Linked DNA regions of Sus scrofa: region 1 is linked to region 2. The links are chromatin contacts, called in public Hi-C maps. All regions are on one chromosome and are shown on one strand. Each heading gives the region's core, a stretch centred on a gene start, on an enhancer-like site or on the middle of the called end of the contact. The rest is flanking DNA. Distances are from core to core; before and after follow the strand shown.

What was found. A called contact is a pair of places that touch in the nucleus more often than the background predicts.
Region 1: a contact with region 2 is called in a Hi-C map of skeletal muscle, with 3 times the contacts expected there. The contact joins the promoter of SNRPA here to the promoter of SERTAD3 in region 2. A contact is called at or near these places in 1 of 47 Hi-C or Micro-C datasets (skeletal muscle) and 1 of 2 datasets of contacts at active chromatin or transcription factors (alveolar macrophages).

Annotation. Positions count from the first base shown.
Region 1 is chr6:48,968,104-48,973,776 of Sscrofa11.1, reverse strand. SNRPA (small nuclear ribonucleoprotein polypeptide A) reads right to left here and starts at 1,909. Exons shown (of 7, transcript NM_001077222.1): 1 at 1,837-1,909. The coding sequence starts at 1,909. It overlaps C6H19orf54 (UPF0692 protein C19orf54 homolog), which reads left to right and starts at 2,733. Exons shown (of 4, transcript XM_005655850.3): 1 at 2,733-3,858. The coding sequence starts at 3,539.
Region 2 is chr6:48,709,150-48,714,654 of Sscrofa11.1, reverse strand. SERTAD3 (SERTA domain containing 3) reads left to right here and starts at 1,905. Exons shown (of 2, transcript NM_001244464.1): 1 at 1,905-2,058; 2 at 4,346-5,505. The coding sequence starts at 4,352. The coding sequence ends at 4,945. LOC102158315 (a long non-coding RNA gene) reads right to left here and starts at 1,471. Exons shown (of 3, transcript XR_001303673.2): 1 at 1,203-1,471.

The sequences.
Region 1 (5,673 bases), core at 660-3,159, 260 kb before region 2:
GGTCCAGCTTAGGAATTCTCTTCTCCCTCATCCAAAATACTGCCTCCTCTTCCTGGAAAGCTTTTCCAAAATGCCTCCTTTTCTATAAAACTGAATACCCCTTTCTAGGTGCCCTGATCACCCCACTGGACTGTGGCTCCATGAAGCCAGGACCAGGACTGTCTCAGTCACCAGTGTGTCCCCAGCTCCACAAAGCACTGGCTGGCTGTCATGCTCTAAAAGCACTGAGCTATTTGGAGTTTTCCTGTGGTACAGCAGGTTAAGAATGTGGCATTGGGAGTTCCCGTCGTGGCGCAGTGGTTAACGAATCCGACTAGGAACCATGAGGTTGAGGGTTCGGTCCCTGCCTTGCTCAGTGGGTTAAGGATCCGTCGTTGCCGTGAGCTGTGGTGTAGGTTGCACACCGGCTTGGATCCCGCGTTGCTGTGGCTCTGGCGTAGGCCGGTGGCTACAGCTCTGATTCGACCCCTAGCGTGGGACCTCCATATGCCAATGGAGCGGCCTAAGAAATAGCAAAAAAAAAAAAAAAAAAAAAAAAAAAAGAATGTGGCATTGGCTACAGTTTGCTCCCTGGCTCAGGAACTTCCACATGCTGCAGGTGTGCCCCCCCCCAAAGTTTATGAGAAATTTACATGGCTTCTTTTATTATCTTCAACAGGAACTATCAGCAACCTCAAACTCAACCTCAACAATTTGGTTCTCCTGACAATTGTCTTGAGGTGATAAGCAGGAAGTAACACCTTTACTAACTACTGGGTACCATAAAAACAAGCTGCATGGCAGTTTAGTCAACATAATCCCCATAACATCCATGCAAACGTTGTATTAAGGTTTTTTCCAGTTTTCCTATATAAAAAATGAGGATCAGTAACTTGCTCAAGAAAATGGAAAAATATGTTAAATGTCAAGAATTGAGTTCTTCGGAGTTCCTGTCGTGGCTCAGCGATGATGAACCCGACTAGTGTCCACGAGGGTGCCTTTCTCAGTGGGTTAAGGATCTGGCATTGCTGTGAGCTGTGGTATAGGTTGCAGACGCAGCTCAGATCCCAAGTGGCTGTGGCTGAGGCACAGGACGGCAGCTGCAGCTCTGATTCAACCCCTAGCCTGGGAACTTCTGTATGCCAATGGGCAGCCCTAAAAAGACAATTAAAAAAAAAAAGAATCCAGTTCTCAGGCAGAATTCCTCCAGGCTGGTGTTGGCCTCACTCACTTTTCCATGCTGTGTGACCTCAGGCAAATCAAACTACCCATGAGTCCCAGTTACCTAATCTGAGAAATGGGGTCAACAGGTCCTTCCTGCGGGGTTGCCATTTAAATTCAATGTAATCAAGATTTATAAACAGAGTGTTAGCCATCATTATTATTCATCTCATTTTCACTTTGAAATGAAACAGTGTCATTGTGGGCTGATCACTGAGACCATGACAATGACCAAGGCAGTTCCAGCTCCTACCCTCAGGGAGGTCAAAGGCCAACAGGGAGACTGCCCCAAAACAGTCCACAACCATCAGGGCTTAAAGGGGTATGTTCAGAGTCAAGGGAAGTTAGAAGCAAGCATGGCAGGCAGAAAGGGGAGGGGTAAGACTTCCGGGAGGAGGGCTCCTTGAGTTGAAACCTCGAAGGATGGGCAACAGTTACCAGGTTAATGGGCTGGCTGTAAGACAACTGAGGAAGTCTTAAACTCAGAGGAAGCAGCATGTGCAAAAGCCGAGGGGTTGGGGTTTACGCTAAGAGTTTGCCTGGAGAAGACTGAGAAAGAGACGCGGATGCTGGGGATAGACGAGGGGGCCGGCAAGTGTGGGACAGCCTCGAGTCGGAACTATTTCCAGAACTCACCATCCTTCTTGATCTTCTCGTTGAGATTGTTGATATAAATAGTGTGATTGGGACGGGTCTCGGGAACTGCCATGGAAGGAGTTGCTGAGACAGAGCTGAAAGAATAAAAAAGGTAACCTCGGAACTGGGTTTCTCCAAATCCTTTGTCCCAACGTGGGCTGCTTAGAGATCTTCCTTCTAAGAGGAAGTCAAGTGGGTAATGAGGAGGGAAAAGACAAACACCTCGAAAAACAAAGCAAACGCACGACACGGCGTCTCCTGCCCGCGTGGTGAAGGAAATCTCGAGAGGTTTACTACGAGTCCCAGGATGCTTTACGCCACTCTGTAGGCGGGGTGTCCGAGGTGGCGGTTCCCACTGGCCCACGCGCTCAAAGGGCGGCCCAGGAGAAAAAGCCCGGATGTATGAGCCAGTTAAGGTAGGAGTGAGAACTTTGCGGAGTCTTGGCCTCGCACAGCGCAGAAATAGCTCCTTCCCCCGACCCCCCGAGGCACGGCAAGGCCCGGGCGCCAGGCTCTCCACCCGCCCGATCCCAATGGCCGCTGAGCACACTACTCACGAACCAAGTCGCAGCTCCCGCAAGCGGCACCTTCTGCGTTGCTGTGCGCCGACCACAAAACTTCCTCTCCTGGTCCCGCCTTTATCTTTCTACAAACCAATCCCCTCGCGGACACCTGGTAGCTTGGCCAATCAGAGTAAGTCTCGCTCTCGGACCGAGGTTTTGCCAATCAAAACGATCCTTGGGTTCCCGCCTCAGCAGAACAACTCCGCCCGACCACTGCAAGCCCTTGGCTTTTGCGGCGCCCCGGGCTACAAGCCAATCAGTGAAGGCCGCGCCCCCTCACGCGCTTCTAGCCAATCGGGACGCAATTCTCGCGGCGGACTCCTCGGAGGCAGTTCTTTAGGAGCCCCACCTCTTCCCCCTCCGCTACGCGTTCTTTGTCACGTGATCGTTAAAGGGGCGGACACCACTTTCAAGTCTTACCACGAAATTTGGGAAAGGTTGTGCGCCGCGGTCGCCATTTTGCGGGGAGGGGAGCAGTGTTTTACCTTCCGACTCCGTTCCGTATCCGAGCGTTGTTGCGGCTCCCAACGACCTCCGATCTATCGGCCTTCCCGAACCCTCAAGCCTCCTCTTTTTGCGCTCTGATTTCAGGACTTTCTCCACAGCTAGGCCTTTTTCCCTGCCAGATGTCCTTTGACCTCTTGACCTCTGACTCAAAGGTCAGCGCTAAGGTTCCAAACTCGGGTCTGTGATGCGAGGGGTGGATATCTAGCCTAAATTCTCCCACTCTTTAATCCTGTGGCTCGAAATCCGCTTTCGGTGCCTTACTCTAGGTCTGAGCTTTCATATCCTGAGATTGAACCCCAAGTTTCCAAATCTAGCCCCTGATAAGTTAACTCCTAATGAGTATCACTGCTTGAGCCTTGCACCCCAACTCTGTATCTCAAATCTGGTTCCAGATTAAAGGACCGCGTTAACTCTCAAATTCCTTGTGATTTCAGTCAGCCTCAGGGATTGAGTCTGCTTCCAAAGTTCCAGGTTTTAGCCCTGATTTTTTCAGTCCTTCTGTTCACCTTCCTCCCCCAAGTCTGGAATTCAGCTCTAAAGCCTTCAGAATCTCCATCCCTGTGACCAACGCATTTGGGAGGATCCTTCCCTTCCCTCTGCTAAGCCTTCCAGTGCAAGTCACAGACCCCAAAATGATTTCTCCATGCTCTCCTCCCTTAGAGCCACCAATTCATCCTCCAGAAACTCCTGCACCCCAGACCCCCATCATCCCACCTCCTCCCCTACCCCCAAATCTCCCGGACGTAGCTTTTCCACCCTCTCCCTTGAGTCTCCAGGCCCCTGTACCCCCACCACCCCCACTGCCACCTCCACCACCTGCCACCGGCTTTGCTGCCCCTCATGTCTTCGGCCTGGAGAAGAGCCAGCTCCTGAAGGAGGCCTTGGAGAGGGCCGGCCCAGTCCCCAAGAGCAGAGAGGATGTCAAGAGGCTCCTGAAACTGCACAAGGACCGGTAGGGTCCCCATGCCCCACCTCACCCACCCACTCAGGGTCTCACCCAAAACCTGTCCCTAGGTCACTCCAGCCATCTCCTCTTGGGGTTTCCCGTTTGCTCAAGGTCAAACAGCCTGGAGTTCCTGTTGTGGCTCAGTGAGTTAAGAACCGGACTAGTATCCATGAGGCTGCAGGTTCAATCCCTGGCCTCACTCAGGGTGAGCATTAAGGGTCCAGCATTGCTGCAAGCTGCTCTGGCATGGCTGTGGCTGTGGCTGGCAGCTTCAGCTCCAATTCGACCACTATCCCAGGTGCAGCCATAAAGAGAAAAACAAAAATGAATAGCCTGTCTGCTTCAGCCCCCTACTTAGATCCTTTCAGTGGCAGTGTGCCTTCAGCCATGAAAAAAGTCCTGCCCTGACAAACACCCGGTGGGAGAGACAGATCCCACCTCTACCAGTGACAGCCCAGGGTGGTCAGAGCTGTGAGGGAAGGGCCCAAAGGGAGTACCTGGGCTGGGGGTCAGTGCAGCCCGCATAGAGGGGACCCCTGAGTGCTGTTGGGCAGATTATTCAGGGGTATGTGATGTGGAAAGTAAACAGTTTGTGCCCAGGCCCAGAGTGAAGTAAAGAGGTGTTTAATGACTTGCAAATACTTATTTCTGGGGGGCAGGAGACTTAGTTTCTGCACCACTGGAGGGTGAATTGTTTTGTGTATTCCTTGAGGAACCAGGGCCCTGCCTCAAGGCTGCACTGTTGTTTCTTAACTGATCCTCCCTTGTTTCTGCATTCCTTCCTTTAAGAGAGTTAATTCCTGGACCTATTCAAGGATGAGCATTGTGGCCAAGTGTAGATCACAAAATGCCTTAGGCCAAAGTGTCACAGTCATAACAACGCTGGATCCTTAAGCTGGATCCTTAACCCGCTGAGCGAGGCCAGGGATTGAAACCCTATCCTCATGGATGTTAGTCTGGTTCTTAATCTCCTGAACCACAACAGGAACTCGAGTTGTTTTTTTTTTTTTCCTTTGTACGTATTGGGTTCTCTTCTGTCTAGAAAGCCATACCTGTTCTCTTTCTCTGGGGACCCCTAACCTATCTGCCTACAAGAGAAGGTGGCACACGTGGAGTTTCGCAGGTCCACATGGTGTGGGGGGCCATGCAGAGGAAGCTGGGCTGTCCTGAGGGCCCTGGGGAGCTGTGGAAGGGCTTTGTGCCCTTGCAGGGAGAGAGGTTACCTTCAAAGAGTGGAGGGAGAGTCCGGGGATGGAGGAGCCTGGAGCACCCAGAGACCCTGGCGGGAGGGGAGGGGCGAGCCCTGGGCTGGGGAGGTGGGGAGGGCAGAGGGAGAAGTGACCTGCCCAGACTCAGAAGAAACTGGCAGCGTATCTAGACAAGTTTATAATCTGCAGTAAACCCCCAACCACAGTGAGGCAAATTTAATGCAAATAACACCACCCGTTACTGCCTGTCCACAACCTGCCAGGCACTGCGCTGAATGTTTCCTTGCTAATTTCCTTAATTGTCTCAGTGATGCCCTGAGATAGGAAGGAACTACTGTTGTGCCGTTTTCCAGATGAGGAAACTGAGGCTCATGGAGATGAAGTCATTTACCACAGAGCTTGGAAGAGGAAGGGGCCAGTTTGAACTCTGGCAGGGCCGCGGGGCTCCCGGTTTTTAACGTTTGTGCTGTGTTATCACCTCTCATCAGGAGGGGGGCCCCCAGCCTTACCCTTTCCTTGGCTTTGGGATGGAACTATGAGCACATTTCAGGCACCTCCTTAGCCCAGAATGGGGGTTGGGGGAGGCATGGGATCACCAGAATATTCTGAGGAC
Region 2 (5,505 bases), core at 656-3,155:
TACGGGCTGAGCCCAAGCTGCAGCTGCCATCCTACACCACAGCCACAGCAAAGCCAGATCCTTCACCCACTGAGCAAGAGGCCAGGGATTGAACCTACATCCTCATGGATACTAGTTGGGTTCATTACTGGTGAGCCGCACGACAGGAACTCCGGGTTTGTGTTTTATGAAGCTTCCCTGGGCTACTGTGTGCGGGTGGATGGGAGGGTGCAGAAGTAGAGACTGGGAACCCAGAGGGTGTCCTGGGACCTTGAGGAAGAGAGGGAGAGTGGGCGGGAGCCTGAGTGGACAGTTGGGAGGGGAGGGAGGCACCAGAAGGAAACCTAGGACTGAATCCTGAAAGTGGGGTTGCAGTAGGGCCACCCTGAGACAGGAAGCCTGAAGGGGCTGATTCGGCACGGGGAGGGGAAGAACTGCCTCTTCCTAATCATGTCCCTTCTTGGAATCTACTCTCCCCCACCTTTGTCCCCCAGAGACACCTTTCCCAGGACTGAGCAAACCACTCCTCGCTTACCTAACCCCCAAAGCTCTCCCCCAACCCCAAATCCATTCCCATCCTATACTCTTCTCCACACAGCTGGACTACATGACTGACAAATTCCAACCGGCGAGGACTGGTCCAAAGAGCCTTAAACCTTCCTTCTCCGGAGCGGCCTGGAGAAAACTCTCTCCTCCCGTGGGCGGGAACGTGTTGTGGGGGTGGGGCAGGGCTGGTTCAGGCTTTCTGGGCACCGGCCGCACTCATTTCCTCCCGCTTTATTTCTTCTGTTACAGTGTCTGCATTTAACAAACTTTCTTTCACTGGGCGCCTGCCTTGTGTCCGGCCCTGTGCTAGGTGATGCTGGGGACCAAGCAGTGAGATAACATTGGTACGTGTCCCCAGGAGGCCCACAATCCAGTGACGGCCAGGGCCAAGGTCGGGGAGACTCAGGCAAAGGAGTCAGGGTCGCGATGAGGGAAGCACAGGACCCTGTGGGAGGCCAGAATGGGTCTGGACCATCCCTGGAGCCTCAGAACTGAGAGGAAAACTTTGAGAAGAGTTCTGACTCAAGAGGCAGCCTGGGAATTGAGGGCGTATTTTCAGGATGGGAAAAAGTTTCAAGATCCAGAGGTCTTTTTAAAAGTATCCTTGATTTTGACTTACAATGTTGTGCCAGAGGTCTTTTTTTTTCCCCCCTCATTTTCGAGAACTTGATACGAACCTGGCATTGTTGTAGGCACTGAAGATAAGGCAGGGAAGAAAACCGAATCTCTGTTCACGGCGGTGGAGCCATTTTAGAAAGAGTGAGTCAGTCGGTGCGGCAGGATTGTAGAGAGCAAGGGAGAGTGCATCAAGCCAGACCTGAAGGGCTTTAAGGCAAAAAAAAAAAAAAAAAAAAAAAGTAGTTTGGACTTTGTCCCCACGACAGTGGGGAGCCAAGAGCGAGTTTCCCGCAGCAGGGGTGCCATCCTGAGGGAGGAAGGGCTAAGATCTCCCAGGCAACACAGGCCGCACCAAACTATTGGCTGGCCTTCGGTGCGTCATCCTCCTCCTCCGCAGGGTCCGCCCTCCAAAGCTAGGGGCGCGGCCTTCGTGAGAGGCGCAGCGGGGTCCTCCCGGTAAGCGGGGTGGGGCCGGGCGTGCCTGTCAATCTTCCTCCGCGACTGGGTCCAGGCTTGGTATAAAGGGGTCGCAGAGAGCAATGAAGACGGTCTTGGAGCGAGGACAGTAGCCGAGTTGAAAGAAACAGTTTTGGTGCAACATCCACCCTAGAGAGGTGGCCCTGCCTCCCGGCAAGTCAGAATCCTTTAAAAGGTCCGCGGAGCGAAGGAGGGGAAGGCGGGTCCGGCGTCTCCAGGCGACAGGCGGTAGCTCCGCCTAGCCAATCCGCGCCCTGCGGTGGGCAGGACTCCAGCCAATCATGGTTCGCGGCTCGGCTCCGGGCGGAGCTGGGTGGGCCTGAGGCCAGACCGAGAGGCCCCGGGGTGGTGAGCGCGGCCCCTACCCAGCACTCGCAAAGGAGGGTCGCAAAGCCGCGGGCGTTCCCGGAGGTAGTTGTTGCGAACCTGGCAGTTGAGGTGAGGTGTGGCTGCCTGGCTTGGGATCCGCCTTGGGTTGAGGGAAGTGGAGGCGCTCCGGAGAGTTGTGGAGGCGGGGTATGGGTGGGAGTAGGGGGCGCAGGTTTGGAGAGACTGAGTTTCGAGATCCTGAAAGGAAGGCGAAGTTTTGGGGACAGGGTCTTCAAGTGGAGGGAGTCTGAAGCTGGGACACGGGGTGTTTGGGAAGCGAGAGAACTAGGGAAGGAACTTTTGGGGGCAGGAAATCTGAAGATTGGGATAATTCAGGTCTCCGGGACGAGTTAAAGTCGGGCACTACTGTTCAGGAAAAAGTTTGAGGCGTTGCGCTGTGATCCCGAGCATTTGGAGAAGCGAAAGAAATAGGGGCAAGGACTCGATCTCCTAGACGCAGTGGTGGAGAGGGGTCCTGGGGAGAGGAGAGTTCCCAGTCAGGTCTTGGAGCCGGAGGGGGAGTCGGAGATGAGGTTGAGAAGCATTTGAAAGACCGGAGAATAGGGGAAAGTTGACGGGGAGGGTCTCAAAATTCAGATACCTAGCGGCCCGAACAGAGCGCATCGGAGAGCATTTGTAAGTCTTTGAGCGATGTGTTGGGGCCTGGGTCTCTGGACCCGAGAGTAGTTTGATGGAAGAATTTGGGACTTTCTACGGTCCGCAGGACCGGTAGAAAGCAGTTTAGAATCGGAGTCGGGTGGGGGAGGGGTGTTTCGGGCGTGGAGCTCAGACCCGCAGCCCTGAAGGCAGCGGAGGGCGGGGCTCGGCGGGCGCCGGGCAGCTGGACGTCCGGGTTCCCTTCCCCCACCCACCACGGGCCGCTTTGCGCATGCCCTAAGGGAAGGCGGGGAAGGTGCGTCCCTGCGGCTTGCTGAGCCCTCCGGGGGTTGTAGTGCGCGTTCAACGTCAGTACGTGTACCTGGAGGCTATTGGCCCACATTTCCCATAAGCCCCAAGGACCAAGTTGGGGCGTGTCTGGGTTCCGAACTCGAACTTCGTCGAGGGGGCGGGGCCTGTAGAGAGCGGGGGCCTGGTTGGATGGGCTGGTCGGGGGCGGGGCTTGGCGTGAGTAATGTTCTGGCGAGTTTTCCTACCGGACTCATGCTGGAGAAACCTGAAGGCAACCACAGAGGGAGTGAGGGAGGTATTTTCACTGTTGTTGCGAGAGCTCCCAGTCAGGAAAAATATTTGTTCTCTGTAAAAGAAGAGTCTCCACAGATAGGTTCCCTATCAGGGTTCCAGGTGGCTAGAATATAGTAGACATTCAAAAAAAAAATTTTTTAAGTGATTGTGGACCTGTATTTTATTTTTTGTTTCATTTTGTTTTCAAATTAAAGAAATATATATATTTTTGTCTTTTCTAGGACCGCACCCGCGGCATGTGGAGGTTCCCAGGCTAGAGGTCTAATCCGAGCTATAGCCGCCGGCCTTCGCCACAGCCACGCCAGATCCAAGCCTTGTCTGCGACCTACACCACAGCTCAAGGCAATGCTGGATCCCTAACCCAATGAGCAAGGCCAGGGATCGAACCTGCAATCTCATGATTCCTAGTCGGATTCGTCGGGAACTCCTCAAATAAAAATATTGAATGAGGAATTCCCGTTGTGACTGGACGGTAAGGAACCCAGCTAGTATCCATGAGACTGGTGTTCAATCCCTGGCTTTGCTCAGTGGGTTAACGATCAGGCGTTTCCGTGAGCTGCGGTGTAGGTCACAGATGTGGCTAGGATCTGGCGTGGCTGTGGTGTAGGCCAGCAGCTGAAGCTCCGATTTTGACCTATAGCCTGGGAACTTCTATATGCCACAGGGTGCCGGCCTAAAAAGAAATTTTTTTTCAATAAATAACTGGCAATGAACTCTTGTTCATTGTGCGTGTAGTATCACTTCCCAAGATCTCACAGCTGAGCAGTGTGAAAGGCAGAAGTCAACCCTAGGAATCTCTACTTGCAGGCCAGGTGTCTGTACTCAGTATCTGTCTTGTGTGTGTCGTGTTTGAAAATAAGAGTATTGTGAAAGAACAGCCTTAAGACTCCAGAACTTGAATTAAGATTCCTTGTAGATGAGGAAATTGAGTCTCAAGGAAGTAAATTCACTACTGGAGGCCACATGGGCCAGTAAGTGGGATTCAAACCCAGCTGTGTCTTGCGTCCAGATCTTGTTTTGTTAATCACATACATATACTCTCTTCCTTAGCCTTGTGAGATTTATTTGGGCCATTAAAAATCAACAGCCATACAGGAGATTCAGGATTTGAACTAACCCTGCTGTGTCTCACTTGCCCCTCTTCTTACCACAGGGCATCATGGTAGGCTTGAAGAGGAAACACTCAGATTTGGAGGAGGAAGAAGAGGATGAGAAGTGGGACTGGAGTCCCACAGGCCTTCGGAGCTACCAGCAAGCCCTGCTCCGCATCTCCCTAGACAAAGTCCAGCGAAGCCTGGGCCCCCGAGCACCCAGCCTTCGAAGGCATGTCCTCATCCACAACACCCTCCAACAACTCCAAGCAGCGCTTTGCCTGACGCCTGCACCTGCCCTGCCCCCCGAGCCCCTCTTCCTGGGCGAGGAGGACTTCTCCCTGTCGACCACCATCGGCTCTATTCTCAGGGAGCTGGAGACCTCCATGGATGAGACTGAGCCCCCTCCCAATCCAGTGGCTCCCCCAGGTCCCCAGAATGAAGTATTGCCCCAGCCCGATCCGGTCTTCTTAGAAGCTCTGAGCTCCCGGTACCTAGGGGACTCCGGCCTGGATGACTTCTTCCTGGACATTGACACATCGGCAGTGGAGAAGGAGCCTGCACTGACCCCACCCGAGCCTCCTCACAACCTCTTCTGTGCCCCAGGTTCCTGGGAGTGGAATGAACTAGATCACATCATGGAAATCATTCTGGGATCCTAAAACTTTGATGGGGAGGGGGCGCTCCTTCCCCATCTCAGCCTTGGTGGGCTGAAATCCCTGGATGCAACTCTGTGTGTGTGTGTTTATATGGAGGCTTTAAGCAGTAACTGTGGCCTCCTTTGCTCCCATTTCAGGGTTCCACAAACTGTCTTGCATGTGTGTGTGTGTCTGGTTATCGCAGCCTTCTGTGAAGGTGGGTCTTCCTGAATTAATTTATCTGTTGCAAATGCCTTAATGAGACTCTGTTTCTGGGAGTCTGATTTCCCACGTCCACATTTCTTCTGCCTTTCCCTCCAGTTCCTACTCCCCTCGTGTCCCCTGGGGCCTCAGGGAAGATAAGCTGGGCCTGTCAAAGGATGACAGGGAGGTGCTGCCTGGTTGCTATGGAAACCCAGCTTCTGCCTCTTGCACCTCTAGGGAATGGGAGGGGCTGGCCTCCTCCCCAGGCTGAACCCCACCTCCTTCATAGGACCCCAGTCCCAGCAGCCTCCTGATTCATGACCAGGCCGGACCACGTGCAATAGGGTGGAAACCAAACTGCTCCATGCCGCATTATTTAA